Linked DNA regions of Drosophila melanogaster: region 2 is linked to region 1. The links are chromatin contacts, called in public Hi-C maps. All regions are on one chromosome and are shown on one strand. The core of a region is the stretch at or near the end of the contact, and the rest is flanking DNA. Distances in the headings are between cores, read along the strand shown. Region 1 overlaps NFAT (NFAT nuclear factor). Region 2 holds the start of Clic (Chloride intracellular channel).

Evidence for each region. Hi-C and Micro-C count contacts between places; a contact is called where the count stands out from the background.
Region 2: a Hi-C map of the Kc167 cell line shows a contact between it and region 1, with 10 times the contacts expected there. The contact joins the promoter of Clic here to the enhancer-like site in region 1. A contact is called at or near these places in 6 of 107 Hi-C or Micro-C datasets (the Kc167 cell line, the S2 cell line, embryo and 3 more).

Annotation. Positions count from the first base shown.
Region 1 is chrX:13,633,350-13,639,178 of dm6, forward strand. All of the region lies in intron 1 of NFAT (NFAT nuclear factor), which reads left to right. Among named protein-coding and RNA genes, the nearest start is that of NFAT, 12 kb to the left of the region's middle. Within about 2 kb of position 3,517, at least 6 of the 39 cell types and tissues checked have an H3K27ac peak or open chromatin away from gene starts, as enhancers often do. A contact at or near this core is called in the Kc167 cell line and the S2 cell line, where this site is marked.
Region 2 is chrX:13,819,029-13,824,857 of dm6, forward strand. It overlaps Clic (Chloride intracellular channel), which reads right to left and starts at 3,279. Exons shown (of 4, transcript NM_132700.4): 1 at 2,897-3,279. The coding sequence starts at 2,980. Nup93-1 (Nucleoporin 93kD-1) reads left to right here and starts at 3,798. Exons shown (of 5, transcript NM_132701.4): 1 at 3,798-4,059; 2 at 4,123-4,303; 3 at 4,383-5,186; 4 at 5,260-5,829. The coding sequence starts at 3,899.

The DNA.
Region 1 (5,829 bases), core at 2,267-4,766:
ATACCGTATAACCTTTTCTTGATTTTACTGACAACTGATTAAAGTGTGAAGATTGCCGAATATAACTTTTACTATCCCATAAATCCCGAGACATTATGTATGTACATACCGGTAGCAAATAGAACACCCAAAAAAGATCTTATCATCCGGGGTCAGCAGAAAAACAGAATCGCAGAGATAAAGAACAAATAGCGAGAGACCCAAACGAAACTTACCTGTTTGAACTGAACTATTTTTCGTATTCGTATTTTGTATTTTGTATTTCTTGTATTTCGTATGTTCGAATTCCCCTGACCGTTGTGTTCCCCTATTGCGTAAATATTTGCCTTTTGTATTTATCGTTTTATGTAAGAGATTATTAGAATTTATGCTCTACCTTGAGTGGGGGCTTTGTGCTGGCGAACTCTGGCGGCTACGCGACACGTGTAGCACCCGTTTCGAATCGAAAAATCCACGCGGGGGGGTGGGGGTATGCTAGATAGAGTTAGATAGAGTAGGGCTAAGGCTTCACTTACAGCCGCAATACTATTACTATTTAGTCTGTCTGCGAGATAATAATAGGGATCCCGACTCGACGGGGCAAACAAATCCGAATCAAACCAGATCACATCAGATCGCAAAAGTAGTTCGCATTCGTACGAGTATTCGCGTTCGCATTTTGATGACGATTTCTGCTTCCTCTTCCACGCAGTCTGCGGCGGGTTTTTTAACGATCAGAGAACCCAAAACCCAAAACCCAAAACCCATCAAGACCAGACCACACCATATACCATAGCATACTCGAAGCGATCAGACAAAAGTCTTGCAATTACTTTATTTTATTTTTTCTTTTTTTTTTTGGCAAGGCAAATCGCAGACGCACAGCTTAGCGATTGCCGTCGGTCTAGTCGTTTTCGGTAATGTAAGTGGTCAAGGTTGACTTGAGAATACCCTGCTATAAGGGTAAGACTATTGGCGTTACTTACTTATGGGGTATATCATGTTAATATAAGGCCTTTTAAAAAAAATGCAATTCAAATTCAATACAGACTAAATATACTTTCATGTTGTAAGCTTAGCTTAGAAGATTCCATACAGCTCTGATCACGTTTATATAAGGAAATACGCTGTTGGCTGGCTTTTCGCATGCTCTACGAGTCCAGTGGATGATCTTTGAAACCGCAGGGCATTCACAGGTCGTTGGCATACATACTACTTTGTGGGCTGAGCGTGTTTTTGTTGCTTTTTCGCTTTGTATTGTGAAATTCGCGAGCGCAGACGTCTAATGTACACATTTGTACATATGTACATATGTGATCACCGCCGAATGTATCTGTATCTTTTATGAGCTGGGCGTGAGCGGTGTCTGATAAGATTTTGTTTACTTTTCGCTTGGCGGCTGTCTCGCGATTCTCTCGATTTTTCGGCACTACCAAATATACATATGTATATGTATGTTTGTTTGTATGTACAACACTTACGAGGTACGATTACGAATTCTATGAAAATTGCTGTCGAGAAGTGAGAAAACGAATATGTACATACATGCATATGTATGTACATGCGATACAGCAGCTATGACGAACACTGCGATTTGCTTGGGCGCTTCGATGATGTCGGTTTTTGATTGAGGATCGCGATTGAGCGCACATTTCAGCATCTTGAAAAGTCTACACTTACACTAATGTACATACATACATATGTAGATACGTGTATATATGTTTAGGTCGTTTGTGAGTGCCTGGCTGGCCGCTGGCTACTGTTGTTGTTTATTATATTATATTGTATTTTTTTTGTTTTTGCTGATTCCGATTGCTGGCTTTTTGTTTTGGCCCAAGTCACGTGACGTGCGCGTGCCTCAGTTGTCCGCGTTTTCTGACGCGCTCGCTGCCCGCTATCTGCTCACCATTTCTTCCCTCGCCAATTCTTCGGGCTCCTTTCTTCTCATTTCAACGGTTTGTTTCTTTACTTTCTTCGGCTTTGATTGTTCCGTAATTGTTTTCGACAATCTATCTGCGCCCGGGTTCATCTCTTGAATGTTTTAGAAACTGCGCTGGTTTTTCATTCATGGAATCAAATAAAACGGCCATTCATAAACAAATTAGAGCTTCCTTTATTGTTCCTGCTGTCTTATACAATCCATAATTTGAATATTCATAAAACGCCGGCGCATATGTACATACGTACATATGTATTTTGGTATTGTTTTTAATATTTTTTTTGAAAGAATGAAAGAAATATGTGCTCCACAAATTATGATGGCTACTCTCATTACCCTGCAATTCGCATCGATTTATATTCCATTATTGTTGCGAGCGAACTAAAGTTGAGAATTATATGGTGATGTGTGTAAACAAAAACAATAATAAATCGCCCAGCGTTCAAAAGTAAAAAAGCCTGGTAAAAAAAAAAATTAGCAGAACAATGTACGAATATGAAAATGTTGATGAAAGATTTGAAGGCTGTGTGAATAGAAGAAGAAAAAGATCTAGAATGAGATTAAAAACAAAAGATAGGGCAAAAAAAGAGGGGCTGGAGAAATGTATTATTATTTAGCGCATTTCGTGACATTGCTGGGCAGTTTAGTCATCCATTCGATCCTATGAATTGATGAAAACGCACGACAAGCAAACCAAACACAAATACATCAATTAACAGCAATTTATTCAGTTCTTGATTAATTTACTCTTCGTTTTAGAGACATTTTTCTCGAGCCATTCTCTTTATTTTTCATTTTTCTATCGCCGATAAGAGAACTCACTCCCTACGTAAGATATAAGATCTAAACTTCAGTCGAATCAAGTTAGTTTTTGCATTTATGCCGTACCCTCTTTTTTTTCCCGCAAGCCAGTGTATGTATTATTAATTATATATGTAACATGTGTTCTTTTGCTAACACAATCGTTTTTACTGCATTGAAATATTGTAGAAAAACATGCTGACCAATCAGCTTATTGAACACTTTATACAATTTATTATATAATATTATATTTCGAATGAAGTGCTTTGCCTTTAAGCTAATGTTTCCAAACTTCTCAACTTGACAATATGATAAATTACATAATAAATTAAAATCGAACCCTTACAACGGCTATCTTTAATTGATCTTTAGTGAATCCCCCCGCAACTAGACGGTATGCTAATCAATTTAACGCGTAAATGCAAATTATATATATTACCGTTCGCTTTTCACCTCAATCTCTTTGAAGTCTAGTGGGCGTGGCCCATTTACATATGCTTAAAAGTGGAAAGGCCACACGACAAACAACCATTTCTCCCGCTGCTGCTGTGGCCAAAATACCAAACCAGGGACAAGGTGTTGTCATGGCCGTGTTATCAAATCCCCATCCATCCACGTGATGCCAAAAAACAAGCACTTGCCAAACCACTCAACAACCAGCCACCCACAACATCCATAGAGACGACGCAGGTACATTGGTATGGTCGCCGAAAATAAACATAGATCCCCCGGAAGTTCGTTAGAATACGAGTAAAAATTAAATTATGAGCGAAACTCGAGCAGAGCGCTTATCAAATTCTCCAATCTCTCTCTTTCTCTCTCTCTCTTTCTCGGGCGCCTTCATTGTTGGGGGTACGGCATTGGGAATTAGTCGGCGATCTCTCAGTTTTCGCTATGATGATAGTATGCTGATATGATATGATATGGTGTTTCCCCCAATTACCCCCCCCCCCCCCCTCCCCGTTCGCCATAATTCCGCGCCTTATCACGCTGCCTGTGTCCAAGCGCGTTTGCATAATCTATGAAAAGAAACTGGCGATTAGAAGACACGCGCAATAATTCCCATTAAGTGCAAGAAGAAGCAGAAGAGATTAATTCGAATGCGAAGATCGAACATGGAAGGAACTAAAGATCAGGGGCTCTCAAGTGCTGATCCTTCATGGCCTTTTAATATGTGCTCAGTTTCTATTAATATTCGTTTTTTTTTTTTTTATAGGCATACGAAACAAACGAGATCACTTGTCTTTAAATACAATTTCGACAATCTTATTTCAATTCAAATCTATTCTTTGAAGCAGGTGTTAAGGTTTTAGTTTTTCGGGAATTACACAAGTACACAAGTGTATGTCTGCGATCTAAATATGCTTTGTTGTTTTTGCCATTGAACTGAAGTAATCAACTCAAATTGTACTGTTATCAATAGTTTAAACCTTTGATTATGCAGCCTGTTGATGTTTTAAGTGTTTCCGAAGGATTTCCGAAAATGATTTGCTTGCTATTGAAGTATTGAAATTGCCCATCAATACGGAACGGATCTAATCGGATTATAAGACTGCGATATGCGGTTATTAGTACTTAGGAGCATTTGTCATTTATCATCATGTATCAATTATATAAACAGCCGGCTACTGTTAACGTTAACGTACGTGGCTGTTACTGCCCTGCGGGCGCTGTTAAGTGAGCATGCGTTTAACAGCTGAGATGGACGGGCGGCCAATGCGGCGTATGCGTGATATTTTCTACTGCTTTTGCCAGTGCTATAATTAAATCAAAATGTAGCGTCAGCAAGGCAATTACAACAAATTTAAGCAAATTAATTAAACAATACAACAATGAAACGACGCGATGAAAAAAAGAAGCACTAAAAACTCTTTTTCCTTGATTGTTGTTTTTGTGTGTCTTTTGAAGTTCAGTTGCGTTGTTATTGTTTTTACCATTTGTTGTACGTGCAACAGGGGAATAACAATTTGATTTTTGCGAGTTTTTCTGTCTGTTGATTTAACTTTTTTTACGATCAGCAGCCGCCGTAAAAAAGCGCCATACGCAAAACGTTTTCAATAACATTTCGTGTCTGGTGTTTCGTTTTTTTTTTATTGCTGTACAAAACACTAAAATTGTTTACCGAAAATGTAAAAAAGATTTGTTAACAATTGTAGGTTTTATCCAGCATGTTCCTTCATTTTAGTCAAAAAAAACAAAAAAACACACACTTTTATTTAGTTTAATTGTGATAATATAATACAACTAATAGCTAAACTTTTTGCTTGAAAACAACATCGTAGCGCTGTAGAAAAAATTCTTTAACCAAAAAACTTGACCAAAAAAAGGTTCGAACGCTTTTTGTACGCTTTTTCCTCTTCTTTTGTTTACCTTTGTGGTTAGCATTTATTCGTGGCGTCGCCAGTCAGAAGGGATTTGGATAGGTGGAGAAAAAAGGGAAATGGAGAGGAGGAATCGCGTTAATCGATACGAAATAAATCGTCCGAGATCGTGATTAGGCATTTAACATGATTAAGATATTGGGCTACGTATGTATAGAGCGATATATCACATAATGTACAGCATCCGTTGGATATGAAAATATTTTTTTTTATTTTTTTCGTTCTGCCGCCTCCGGCGGAAAGTAAATGTCTTATATCGAGATCTCTTCTGGCCGATTTCCCATTGGCTAATTCAGAATTTGAAACGAGACGCAAAAAACAAGAATGCGGAGACAAATGATTGGAAATAATTTGGCAATTTTTGTAGCTATACTAATTAGAGTGCCAATCGAAACAAATCGAAGCGCGTCAAATCAAATTAAATATGTGCCGGCCCAGACAGTGCGGTTCGTGGTTGTAAGGTCGTGGGGAAAAATGCCCAGACAGTTGGAGTATTTAATAGTTGCTTTTATAGTACAACGCAAAATAATAAATGTTTGTATGTAATTTTTCTTAATTATTTTCATATATTTAACGGAAGTATTTAGAATTCTACTTTGTAGATAAACTGCAAACTCCTTCAAGAGTTAAAGTACAGTTTTCCGCCTATTACTGTACCCCTGGTACTTTATTTTGCCTATATGTATATTTTTTGTCGTTGCAACTTCGGTAACTGGTAAAATTCCGAAA
Region 2 (5,829 bases), core at 2,029-4,528, 190 kb after region 1:
GTTTTTAAGCCAGCTTTATATTGCATGCCCACTTATTTAATTGCAGTGTGTAAAAAGCGCCTTACTAAGTGCAGCTTTTCATCTTGACTCTTTGCTGCCGTTGAAGTGACAACAAAGAAGCGCATTTTCCTCAACTTAGCACAACTGAAGCCGCAACAATCGCTTGGCGTTCAGTTGCAACAAAAGGCGCTAATTTAGCTCAAGTTTGCATGAGATTCATCCTTGGGTGGAAAGGTTGCCCCATAGAAGGCCATTGTGTGTGGCAAAGAAACGAGTACTAAGTATTTGCAATAACACCAAAAATCTTATTTTATAATGCTCACTGTGCTCAAGCATTTGATGGATGTGTCAAAATTAGGTAGCTAATTTTCTTCGAGTGCATTGGCGATCGCCTTTTGTTTTGATCGGCGCTTTGTTTTGATTCGATTCGATGGCTTGGCCAATTTCTGGAAATCTCGCGTGGGCGATGACTCCGAGGGTAAGGCATTGGCTTTGGCTTTGGCTTTGGGTTTTTGCTTGTTTTCCAAGCCGAAACCGAAACTGAAACCAACACCAAAACCAAAAACCAAAAACCGAACTTGGAGCCGCAGCCAAAGCCAAAGCCAAGCCAAGTCAAGGAGGCGGAAAAGCGCGCACGAGAAAAACCTGTTTAGCGTTCAATGATTGTTTTGTTTTGCAGCAAACGAAGAAACAAGAAAACACATTTGTATTTGTTTGTTGCCTGCACGCGCGGAACAGAGAGGCATGCCACGATCCCCAGCTTACATACATATATAGCTGGATCCACTGCCACACTCGCTCTTCTTGAACCCCACAAACTGAACAATACCAACAACACAGCTTTCCTCGGCGGCGGCAAATTGAACTTTCACTTTTTCGCTGGGAAATTGCTATGGAAATGGAAACGTTGGGCCTTACATGGAGTGCGTTGTTATGTCAAAGATGCTTCTGTCACTCTTCTGCTGCAGTTTAACTATTGCTTTTAACTGGCCAAAAATTCAGGCAAAAATTAGAGAAAAAAAAAAAAGAAATGAAAGGAAACAGGTGCTCCCAAGCACTTTCTCCCACGAAAACAGGAAAAGGGAGCGGGCCATGGATCATTGGGTTTAAGGGGGAAATGGGGGATGGGTTTCGAAAGTGTTAGGACCAAAAACTTACGATCATACGATATGAATAGAATATAGCTACTAATTTCAGCCATTACATATCGTATTGCTGTTTAATTTGGAAACAAAACTGGTTACGAAACCCTATTCGAAGTACACGATTGCTCATGTCAGTTGTTTAGCGTCGAGTGGGGTTTTTTTTTTCTTTTTCTTTCGGGAATCGAATGGTATAACACATGGTATATTGTACTGTTTGGGTTTAGGCAATGCAAAGGTGAGGGAAATTACTCATGGGCAGACGACTCGAGGTGCGGTCTCCATTTGCGTGGGCTGGATGAGTGGCCAAGTTGAGTCGAGTCGAGTTTGCCAATAGAATCAACAACAGCAGGGCTCCAAAGTGTTCCGAAAACAATTACAATTACTTCGGCAAACAGTGGGAACCAACAAAAGAAACAAAATTAAGTGGACTCATGCTCGACTTACAATTCCGGGGAAAGAAATAGATTGCGGCCTCTACTATAATACAAAAAAAAAAACCAAAGGGTTCGTAATCTTTCTTTGACTCATTTTGCAATAATATCACCTTTAAGAAAGATGCCAATGAACAATTGTTTTATCACATGTTTTTTTTTCCACTATCGAAGAACAGAACTGATAAGAAAAGCGTTGTATTCGAGGAGAAAAAATCGAACAAGTTTTTATTATCGATTATTTGTAATACATAAAGAAATAAAACACTACATATTGAGCAATCTAAAGTTAAGTTCTATGATTTAAATTCATTTAATTAATCACACTTTAGGAATCTTGGCTTCTCAATGCTATTATCTTGACCGCAAATGTGCGGAGTGCTAGCTTTTTGTTTTCTTCGATTCTTTGGAGGAGCATGACGTATGTGTCAAGAAATTTAGAAATCACTAAAAGATAAAAAAGAACCTCTAATTCACACACACACACACAGAGAGAAACATGCTGATGGTTGCGAAGGGGGGCGATGCGGGGGGCTTAGGAGAACTATGATGAAGGAGCATTTGTTGAGCAATTGGCGCAATGAAATGTGATTAAATTTTTTAGCAGATAAGAACCGAAGTAATATGTTACGTTCCACAAATTTCAGACTGTGCGCACACAGCAATATCATGATTAATTGTTAATTATAAAATATTAAAAAGATATTTCATATGAACAGCTTGGTATGCTCGGATAATTTGGAAAAAGGGCGGCTTTAGAGTATTGCACCAAAAAGGTATGCTGTAATATTTAATTTGGATGCTTTATAATGGTAATCATGGAGTTCTGAAAATCATAACTCAATCAACAATTTCGTTCTGTGCAGATGTGCCCGAATGCATGTGTATGCGATAGTGTGCGTGCGTGTGTGTGTATGTGTGTGTGTATGTGTGTGTGAATGTGCGATAGGGAGAAAAGGAGAAAACCGGTTTTGGCGATGCTTAGGAACCGCAAGGCGAAAGGGGAACGTCGGCGAGAGGGGAGGGGGCGGTGTGTGCTAAACGTATTCTGTTCGTTTTAACCAAATGTGACACACTGCAAAGTGCCACAGTGAGAAGAAGAAGAAGAAGACAACGAAGAACGAACAGGGGTAAGAAGCCGAAAAGAGGGAGGAGGAGGAGAAACAAACGGCAGTTCGCGTTTTCCCAGTCGCTTCTTGTTTTTGCCTTTGTTTGCATTTGCTTCTGCTTTTGCCCCGGCTGCATTTTCACTCTGCACGGAAATTTGCGCAGAGCGAAATGGAAAACTGCAGGGGTATGCAAATGTCGCTGTTCGCTCACCTTTATGATCAATTCTATCTCGGGCACATCGAATTTACTGCTGCCGTTCGTCTCCTGGCTCTGCTGCGATTCAACTTCCGACATTGCGATATTGTTATTATTTTTATCGTTTATTCTCGATATCTCTGATCAGATCGAAGAGTTTTTTTCTTTATCCGCGTGACGAGGTGCGTGCGTGTTCGTTTCCTTTTCGCTTTTGTTGTGCTAATTTCCTTTGCCAATACACACACTCACGTACACAAGCTGTAACACACACAGGCAGCACACTCACACACACACAGAGAGACGGAGGGAAGAAGAAGCTCGCCTCGCAGTGTTTAAAAAAAATATGCCGTTCTGTTCTACGATTTGCGCGCTGCTAAAGTCTATTCACGATTGAATTGGTTAGCCGCTGAATAAACCAATCTGCACTGCGCGAAATACACTAACGCCTGCTGTTCAGTGTTACCAGACGGTCCTGCCTTTCGGCCGGCCTATAAATACCAAGCTAATACCAAATGTTTTTAAAGTTGTACTTACAACTCCCTCTCAATAACAGTTGTTATTGGGACATTTCAATAACAGATTGCGTAATACCAAAAATACCTTATACCTACAAAACTCCCATTTGTTCTCAATTTATTCCCCAATATATCGATATTCCATAAAAATTTTGAAATTTCGCGTTCGGGGAAATCGACTATTTTCTTTGTTTTTATAACAACTTTTAGGTATTGAGAAATAATTTCTTAGTCTGCTATCTATATAAATTTTTCAATTTAATGATTTTAATTATCAAATATTCCTTTTAAATTATATACCATCTGTAGACATTATTATAGTTATTCTAACATATAACAGTTGTACTATTAAATATACCAAAAAGAATACCACCGATTGCAAACATTTTATGGCGCCGAAATAATCCGGACTGCGACCAGGTGGCAGCACTAGCAGCTTGGTGTGCGCTTCGTTGGAAATATCATTTTATTGGCACCGGCTTTTCCATCCCAATATCACGACATGGATCTGATGGAACTGCTGAAGCAGGCCCAGCGCCTGACGAACGAGACCAATACGGACACGGAGGTGCCGGGCGTGGAACGGACCATGTCCCAGGTTCTGCAGGCAACCAAGGAGTTTCACTCGCGTGTCACCCAAATGGGCACCAATGATCTGCAGGCGTGAGTAGTTCGCTATAGGCCAGGCGCCAAAAATTGTCATATTAACCGGTCATTCAAATGCAGCCACATACTGCTCGGCTCTAAGGGCGTGGACCTGCCCAAGCTTACACAGAAGCTGGAGTCGCTCAGCGCCCGCCAAACCTTCGAGCCGATTGATCCGGTGACGGAGACCAATGTGCAGGCCTATCTGAAGAACGAGCGGGAGAACGCCATACTCTCAGTTATCGATGAGACGAATCGCAGTGTGAGTGCGCCAAATGACATGCTTCAGGCAGACACCCAAAATTCTGAACTTTCTATCTCCATTAACCAATCCATTGCAGATATTTAAATCTGTGGAGCGACAGAAGTGGCGTTGCATCTACTCGGAGTGGGGCGAGGAGAAGGAAGCGCTGCTAAACGCTCTGGTCGGACCAAACCAACAGGACTTCCCCGACGTCCAGTTTCAGATAGTGCCCACGGCCATGGCTGATGAGCCCACTCCGTACTCCCAACTGAATGGCCATGAGCAGATGTACGCTGAACAGATCGCCATCCACAACCAGTCGATCATCCTGGGCAGACGCCCTAACTTGCTGTCGACCCTTGCCCACGTGGTCCAAGACTCCTTCAACGATGAGTCCGTAGCCGAGATGTGGAATGTATTGCAGTTTATGACCGCGTTGCCGCCAGTCTCGAGCACCATCGATCCAATCAAGAATCGTCAGACATCACCGCAATTCGTTGAGCAGGCCCGCACGTACTTGGAGCGCAGATATAGGACGTATATGAGAAAGTTTATCGTCGCGAATTTGGCCAAAGCGCGGCGGGGAGGAATCCCCAGCGTGTACCATATGGTCCGCTCCTATGTGGGCGTTACTCTCCAGGGGCAGCGAGCCCTCTACGGGCTGCATGACGTGAACAATGGCCAGCCATTGTGGCCACATGTTTACTATAGCTTGCGGAGTGGCGATATGGACGCGGCTGCGTTGTATCTCAAGGAATCGGGAACCTGCCCCGACCTGCTTACGCTATTGACGTTGCGAAAGAACGGCGATAGGGACAACTTGATGGTAAAGCTTGAGGGTCAGCTAAAGTTGGAGTACAACAGTAGACTGCGCGCCTGTACGGATCCCTACAAAAAGGCGGTGAGTGCTCATCTTTTGCTACAACTTGTTGCGTATATTCGTGCTAATCATATGTTTTTCTCTTTTCCATTAGGTATACGTCGTATTGTTGGCGTGTGATCCGCACTTCACTCACGTAGAACTAATGCGCAGCATCGACGACTTCCTGTGGATGCAACTGTCCATTCTGCGCAGGTCGGACCAAAGCGACAGCAACACGGAGCAGCTAACGTTCAGCGGCCTGCAATCGCTCATTTTAGAAAAGTACGGCGAGAACTACTTCAATGCGCGCGAGAAGGCGGCGCTATACTTCCAGGTGCTGACGCTTACCGGCCAATTTGAGGCCGCCATTGAATTCCTCGCCCGCACCGAGAAAAATCGAACGCACGCTATCCACATGGCCATTGCCCTAAACGAGATATCCATGCTGGGAACACCACGTTCCGTGGAACAATCCCTTCTGAGCTCCGACCCTGACGACCCAAAACCAATGAAACGACTCAATCTTGTGCGTCTGATCGTCATGTACACCAAGTGCTTTGAGAGAACGGACACCACGCAGGCGCTGCATTACTATTACCTGTTGCGCAACTTTAAATCCGAGAACGGACGCGGCAACGTGATGCTCACCTGCGTCTGCGATCTGCTAGTTGAGAAATGCGAC